Regions from separate parts of the Mus musculus genome. Here region 1 is linked to region 2. A link is a contact called in public HiChIP or PLAC-seq data. All regions are on one chromosome and are shown on one strand. Each heading gives the region's core, a stretch centred on a gene start, on an enhancer-like site or on the middle of the called end of the contact. The rest is flanking DNA. Distances are from core to core; before and after follow the strand shown.

Region 1 (4,179 bases), core at 1,611-4,110, 95 kb before region 2:
CATGGGCTCAGGGTGTAATGGTTGAGAAAGATGTCAGAACTGACATAATTCATGATAGTGGCATGCTTGGCCACTGAAGAACTCAGAAGAGGGACATGTCTCTTTCTGGAGTGGAAGAAGAAGGAAAAATCTGAGAAGGCATCCTGGAAGAGGTGGTTTCTATGTTTTCCTATGTCTTTGCATGGACTATTTATCAAGTTCCTGAAATGTGGTCTAGGTAGATGAGTAGCCTGCAAAGTAAAGTCTTGGAATTCTGAAGAGATGGCTGAGGCATCTGCAGCTCCTTGGTCCTGTGCTCCACCAATAGCAGGCAGAAAGAAATGGTCCTGATCAGAGGACCCGAGAAGTTGTGACAGCTTATAATTACATAAGTACAAGCATTTTGTCAATATCCTCTGGCATTCAAGTGTAAATAATTTGTTGTTCTGCTGCAGAGGAACCAACAAGTTCAAGTACCTTGCAGATGGAGCTAGGGAAGCTTTCCCAGGGCTCCGTCTCACAGTATGGGAAGTCTTTCTTGAGAGCCACCAGACTTCTCTGATGAAAGAGGTTAACACAGAAAATCCCCTTCCCAAGGAAGCTTCTATCTCCAACAAACAAGACCCTCCAAAAAGCAAGGCCAAAAAAAGGTTATTTCAAAACTTTCACAACAGGATAAAGATTCACTGTTTAGGAAACTTGCAGCCAGCCCTGAGCAATCTTCACCAAGGCACCAGATGTCGTGTATAGTAAAATCAACGACCAGGTTATAGAAAGCTCTGCAGCAGAGTTCTGAATGCATCCTTTAACAAAGGGTTTCCCAAACATAATTGACAGCAGAACTTTTTTTTTTAATAGTTTAAAATTTACTAGAATTCATAGCATTTTCTCTACGGTACTGCTGTAGTTACCAATGTCAGTCATGGCTTACAGGGAAACAACAAACATGAACTGGATCATGTGACTAGAGATTTATTTACAAGGCAGAGGCTGTTGAAATGTCTCAGTGTGTAAAGTACTTGCTATGCAAACATGAGAATTTGAGTTTAGATTTATAAACCAAGTTGGTTCATGCTTCTAACCGCAGAACTCAGGCAGTAGAGCCAGGAGAGCCGGAAGCTCAAGGGCGTCGTCAATTACACAGCAAGTATCAGGTCGGCTTGGGGATGTGTAAGACCTTGTCAGTGAGTGCATGCATGGTTATTGAAAGACACAGAAATGTAGAAAAATAAACAGAATTCTAACATCTTTCACTTCAATTGTTTATAATTCTTTTAAAAGTTATTTATTGCTGGCTGGTGGAAGTGCGTGTCTTTAATCCCAAAACCTGGAAGACAGAGGCAGGTGGTTCTCTCTGAGTTTGAAGCCAGCCTGGTCTATAGAGTTCCAGGACAGCCAGAACTACACAGAGAAATTCTGTCTCAATAAACCAAAAGAAAATAAAAAATTATTTATTGTTATTAGTATATATGTGCGGTGTGCATTTGTGAATATGAATGTGCATGTGCCACAGTGGGTGGAGGTCAGAGAACAACCTTCAGAGTTGGTTCTTCCCTTTTACTACGGGATCTGGGGACTGGACTCAGGTCTTGAGATTTATGAGACAAGCGCTTTTACCTACTGGCCCATCTATCTAGCCCTGCTTATAAGGCCAGATAACATAAGATTTTATGTTTTATAGTACTGTGATGGGTAATACTAACTGCCAATTTGATTGGATTTAGAATCATGGAAATAGATTTCTGGCTGTATCTGTAATGATGCTACCAGATAGAATTAGCTAAAAAGAGAAGAACCACACTAAATGTGGGTGGCACCATTCCACAGACGGGGTCAGGAGTCAGAGGGTGGGGGATGCTTCACACTGAATAACAGGGGAGAGCAAGCTGAACATAAGCTCTCTGCTTCCAGACTGCAGACACATGACCAGCTGCCTCATGCTCCTGCCGCCGTGCCTCCTCTCTGTGATGGATTGTATTTTCTTAATAAACCCTTCCTTTCGTGTGTTGCTCTTGTGGTAAGTGGTCATAGCAGGGAGGAAAGTAACTAATACAGGTGGCTGCTTCTTTCCCCATAAATACTGCGTGCTGCACTTAGCTGTGAAGTGAAGTCAGGAGAGTAGACCAGAAGAACCCCTTCAGACTCATTCCTACACTATGGCTAAAGTAACTCTTAGGAGCTCTCCAACTGGGTGTGGCTTATTTTACAAAGAATATACCAAAAAGCCCAAGGGTTAAATGGCTTACTTTATGTAAATAGTTCTCAAAAGTATGGTCCCAGGATCCACCAAAGCAATACCATCTGGAAACTTGTTAGAAATGGGAATGCATGGAGCTAGAGAGTGTAAAAGGCCAAGTTAACCTGTAAGCCCTACCTGCCCAAGGACAGAGATAACTTCCTGGGATGCTGGTGGCTACGGTTTTGGGAAATAGCAAGTCACTTTTTTTTTTTTCTCCTCTAAAGAAGTTTGTTTATACCGGCTGTGCTTGACTGGATGTGGGCAGGAAATATGTCAGGATACATGCTTGCTGACGGACCTGATAGGAAATACAGTGGCCCTATGGTTTTACTCTTTGTAAGTCTCTGCAAAAACATGACTCATTGCCACTTCCTGGGGACCCTGGAATGGACCTGGCCAGAGTCCATCATTCTGGCCAATATTTAATTAAAGCTTGCTTCAGATTTGGCTCAAAATTGTGGAACTGTTTTTGTTGTTGTTGTTGTTTTTATGAATCTCAGGTTTAACAGGAGATGGCTCAGCCTTTAAGAGAACTGGCTGCTCTTCCAGAGGATTCTGGTTTGGTTCCCAGCACCATGTCACCACAACCAGCTATAACTCCAGTCTCAGGGGATCAAATATCCTCTTGGGGCCTCTTATGGCATGACACACACATAGTGCATAAGCATACATGCAGGAAAACACCCATATACATGAGAGAGGGGGGAGGGCAAGAGAGAGAGGGAGGGGGAAAGGGGGAGATTATCTGTCCAAACTCTAGAGCCATTGAGTCAAAGCTGTAGGTGTGGAACCCAGCAATCCAAAGAGTTTTAATATAGGCTAAGTTTTGAGAACCCCACAGTGAAGTAACTACCAGAGGATGCTAGAATTGATCAGACTTGGTTTTAAATCGGCCAGGTTTCAAACCTGGAACAAATGACTAAAGTGTCTGTTTAACATATCAAAGTGGACCTGGCTGCCAGGTTCTCCTACATTCTTCAGTCCCTACTTGTTACAAGGCCCTTCTGCCTGGCATACCCAGCCCCCTACCCTAAACTTTCCCAGTCCTATGGGCAGGGCTACTCCTCTCTATACTATCCAACCATTTGGATTACTCACCCACATTGTGCCTTTGGGCCTCCTGGCTGCTGCACCTGGTTCCCCTCTCTCTCTTCTCCCCCCTGCCCCCACACCCAGCCTCCTCACATAGCTCTAGGTCATGTCCATTCTGGACTCTCCCAGATGTGCCTGCCTCAGTCTATGCTTTCATTTTATCTACAATAAACTTTCTCCTCCATCATACCTAGGAGTTGTCATTTGGTGCCAAAACCTGGGACCAGTCATATTCTTTTCCTTTATATTCTCCCCTCCCCCCCCCCCCCCCATTCAGAATCCTGACTACCTTAGCTTTGTTCCCTTAGCAAATATCTTAATGTTTTCTGTGGTCTTGTTTCCTGATTTGGAAAGGGAAGACATGAGAAACTGCCATTGTACCTTTTCTGTCCCCCTTACACCTTTCCTTCTGGGTAATTAAAAAGAAGATACGGAAGCCACTGACAGCCTGACATGGTGACTCTGAATCCATGGAAGAACCTGTACCTATGCCTGTACCTGCCATTTCCTCAACTTGTGGTTCTCAGGGCTTCCCTGACTAACTTAAAGATAGCAGGAGAGACATCAGAATACACAGCCTCCAAGACTCAATTTATACTGCCTGGCTGGACCTAAACTTCCCTCCGAGATGCCTCCAGCATCCCTGGCATGCAGACTCACTATCACCAGTGTGTCCCTCCAGTCAGGGTTCATGCCTCTGTCTGAAGCACCAGCCCAGAACTCTCTGTCCCCCAACCCTCAGGCTCTTCCTTGGAGCTTTCTCTAAGATAAAATAAGCCAGACCACAGCTGCTTCCACCTCTAATTACTGTTTTCTTCATTTGCCTGCTTTTCCTTCTTTCTCACTCTAATGTCAATACCAGAAGGAGG
Region 2 (3,821 bases), core at 943-3,442:
CTTGGCAGAAAAGCCACAAAGAAAGAAAATGATGAGTTGTTGAGAAAGAAATGCTTGTTAGGAATACTGAAAGCACTATCCCATTGCTTTATTAAATGTAAATACAGACAACACATAAGAAGCATTGCTTTCTATTCATCACATTAGAAAGCATGTTTTAAAATCCTAGCACCTGACCCCATACCAGTGAGTGGTACATTCATGAAGAGCAATGTGGAATGTGATTCAGCGATGTATCCTTACACGGCCCACCAAAAAGAAACAAGTGTTCGGGAATGGGTACTCCTGGGAAATGAGCCTCTGCACCATTCACCATTAAGGTAAACACTCAAAAGGGGTTGTTCTGGATCACGCCTTGCATCTGGAGAGTGGGCAAGTATATGTCCAGAGCTACCATGTCATCTGAGGCTTCAGAGGCAGTCAGAGGAAAATAGGCCCCCTCCTCCTCCCTGAAGAATGGCTCAGTAGAGCCTTTGCTTTGTGAAGAGAGCTCTGTTCATAGAGGATTGTTCTCGAGACAGAAGATACTTGGAGAACCTTGAAACTTCCCCTGGGTCTGTAACCCTCCCTCTCTGTGAGTTTCCTCCCCGCATCTTTCCACTGGTGTCTTGGCCTGCAAGGGTGTTCAGACAACCATGGCTTCCTGAGACAGGCTCTCCAAGACTCTCTCAACTGCTCCTGAAAGTTCTGCTTCTATTAATGTATAGGTCAACAAAGTCTAGACCAGTACAGGAAAAGCATAGAAAACTAGACCTATCCCTGAAACCCATGATGTAGTCCGTGTTCCTGGAAAATGACTGCATCTTTGCCTAGGTCTTCTGAGAATTCCCAGAAATATTTCATCAACCCGGTAATACAAACCAACACTCCCAGGTGAGCTCTGAGTGGTACTCTTACTCCTGAGACTACCAGTTTCACTGGGCGAGCACATACCTGTTTGTGGAGTGAGTGCTGGGCTGACAGATGAGGGCTAGGTGATCAGGTGAGGGGTAGACTGCTTGTATAGGCCACTTGACACTCGTCATGAGGCTGCCTTGTGTTGTGTAGGCCCAGACTTCACAATAATCCCCATCCACAACCCCTTTCGACCCCTGTGATCACATGTGGCCAGCTGGTAGGTCTAGGATGCTGGATCTAATAAGAACAATACCAGGGTAGTAGGTCAGCTGCACAGCCCCTACTCCACACACACAGTTGCTTATTTCTGCTATTTGGTGAGTGGTGGGTGGTTTCCAAGTTGTCTGAAGGTCTAACTACTGGGCAATATGATCTATGCTCAATTTAAACACAATTTCCTCCTAAATGTTTTACACTTCTTACTGCTTGGGTTTGAGGTTTTGGAAACAGGTCTCATATAGTCCAGGCTGTCCTGTATCTTGTTCTGTAGCCAAGGATGACTCTAAACTTCTGATCCTCCTACCTCTACCAACAAAGAATATAGCCACAAACTACCACACCAGTCTTGGGAGCTTCTTTTTACATGCCTGGCAAAAATATAGCTTGAGACTGATTCCAAAAAGAATATATATATATATATATATATATATATATATATATATATATATGCTCAGGGAGAAATCTGGGAATAGAAAGAGAAAGATGATAAAGCACAGTGTTTTCTGACACTGCTCAGCCTCTTCCTTACTCAGGGGTAGAGCATGATAGCCCCAATCCATATCAAGACACAAAGGTGGGTGGGGTGTGATAGCCCCAGGGCACAGTCCCAGTAAGTAAGCAAAGTTTCCAGAAGGTAAGTCTACACAAAGCCACATTGTTGTATGGTGATGGTCAGAATTCACACTAGGATCTGAGTTTTAGCTACTAAATATCTACAGAGATGCCAGTGTGCCTGGTACCATATAAAAAGAACAGCTATCAACAGAAGGCAAGGACGGTGTGCTTAAGATGATGAAGTTGCTGGTATAGAGAGGAGGCAGACACAGGGGCCAGAGCATCCCTGCTCTTCATCCTTCTCCTTTCTATCAGTCACACCTTAAAGGCTGGGCTTCCTGCTGCCCTGCCTCCAACCCTCTCACCACCTCGTTTCTTTCTTGTAGAAAGTTACCCACAGTAGTCTTCTGTTGATTAAAAAAAAAAAAAAAAGCTTGGGATCTGTGCTGTTGCCCATAGTTACCCCGAGCTCAGCAGTGTGGTGACTGGTGCTGACTCACCGGCCACGCGGGAGTGTCCTTAGGTGCCTGCAGACTGGGAAAATCCTTTGTCTATTTATCTTCCGGTTATATCCTAGCTTCTCCCTCAGCCCTCCCTGTCCGCCCACCCAGTGTAATGAAGGTTCTCGCAGAGTGTTTGATAACTCAAAGACTCAGAGATGTTTTAATCAGCCGCTCTTCTTTGTCGGCTTTTGATGGATTTTTATGTTCTCCTCACTTGGAAGGTTAGCTTGGTAGCTTGGTTCCATGTCTTTTTTAGGAAGTGAGCACCCTGCAGGAATGCTCGAAGTCTTTCTCTATGAATTAAATAGAGATCAGGAGATGACACTGGATTGGGGCGCTTGGCGTGGGGAAGATTGGGGATTAAAGCAGGTAGAAGAATCGATGGAGGGAGTGTGGAGCAGAACAGGAAGGCCCAGTGAGAAACAGGACCTCTCCACTGAAGAAAGCTTTCTCCATGTTTTAAAGGGCAGTTGCTGTTGTATTTCCCAAACAGCAACAGGGCACCATCTTCCACCTCACCCACAGACTTAGCCTGTCTTTATCATAAACTAGGCTATAATTCATCTCCCCTTGCTGGTGATTATGGGCTGGCTCTGAGAGCTGTTTGATGACCAGTCAGTCCAGAGATCAAGGATGAAGGTCACAGGACTGATTCTGGGATATAATTCACCTCCCCTCACTCTTAAATTGTTTTTGTGGGTGGTTTGCTATAGCATGCAAGGTCTAATATGCCATCATGGTTCTCACACAGAGGCAAAGAGGTCATTCTGCCTCATATCCAGTGCCCCACACTGCTTTCTAACCCTGAGCCAGTTGTTCTGGGCTCAGGGCCTCAAGAACAGCTTCAGTTTTTAATTCTTCTCTAACATGTCTGAAATACAGATCCCACTGCATCCTCTAGTCTCCGTCAACTCTCTCTTCCAAATTCTCTCCCACCCTCCTCACAGTTCCACGCAGACAATGAGATGCTGGGTGCTTACAGAGTGGTTTTTATATACCTCGCCCTGCTCAAACCACCAAGAAACACCTCTAACTGGAATCACTCAGCCAACAGCCCATACCCACCCAAGCTATGCACTGTATCTTTGAGGAGCTAAGAGTTAAGGGCTTTTTAAGCTATGTTTCTATCTGAGCATGGTGGTGTGTGACTGTAATCCTAACATTCGGGAGAAGGAGACAAGAGGCTCACCAGTCTATGGTAATCCTTGGCTACAGAGTGAATCCCAGATCAAGCTGAGCTACAAAGTATGACACTGTCAAGAAGAAACAAAACAAAAGCAAAAACAAAATTTAACGAAACAGCTAAGCTGGGCTTGGTAATACAAGTCTGTAGTACTAGAATTTAAGAGGCTAAGGCAGGAAGATGTTGAATTCCAGGCCAGCCTGGGCTACAACATAAATTGCAAAACGAACCATGTCTCAAAAAAAAAAAAAAATTTAGGCAGGGGAGTAGGAAGGTACCTTTAATCCCAGTGCTTAGAAGGCAGAGACAGGTGGATCTCTGAAACACGAAGGCCAGTCTGGTCTAGACAGCTCCAGGACAGCCAGAGCTACACAGTAAGACCGAGTCTTGGATATTTGTTTTGTTTGTTGTTGTTTTTTAATGAAATGGAGGTGAGAGTAGGGGTGTAGCTCAGTTGGCAGAGT

The links. HiChIP or PLAC-seq counts read pairs in DNA pulled down with a chosen protein or histone mark.
Region 1: a contact with region 2 is called in an HNF4G HiChIP or PLAC-seq map of pancreatic cancer cells. The contact joins two enhancer-like sites. A contact is called at or near these places in 6 of 484 Hi-C or Micro-C datasets (the G1E-ER4 cell line, cortical neurons, embryonic fibroblasts and 1 more), 3 of 115 datasets of contacts at active chromatin or transcription factors (forebrain, neural progenitor cells and pancreatic cancer cells) and 1 of 9 other capture datasets (macrophages).

The regions. Positions count from the first base shown.
Region 1 is chr9:123,338,297-123,342,475 of GRCm38.p6, reverse strand. No RefSeq gene overlaps it. Among named protein-coding and RNA genes, the nearest start is that of Lars2, 27 kb to the left of the region's middle. Within about 2 kb of position 2,860, at least 26 of the 459 cell types and tissues checked have an H3K27ac peak or open chromatin away from gene starts, as enhancers often do. A contact at or near this core is called in cortical neurons and pancreatic cancer cells, where this site is marked.
Region 2 is chr9:123,242,547-123,246,367 of GRCm38.p6, reverse strand. No RefSeq gene overlaps it. Among named protein-coding and RNA genes, the nearest start is that of Tmem158, 16 kb to the left of the region's middle. Within about 2 kb of position 2,192, at least 99 of the 459 cell types and tissues checked have an H3K27ac peak or open chromatin away from gene starts, as enhancers often do. A contact at or near this core is called in cortical neurons and pancreatic cancer cells, where this site is marked.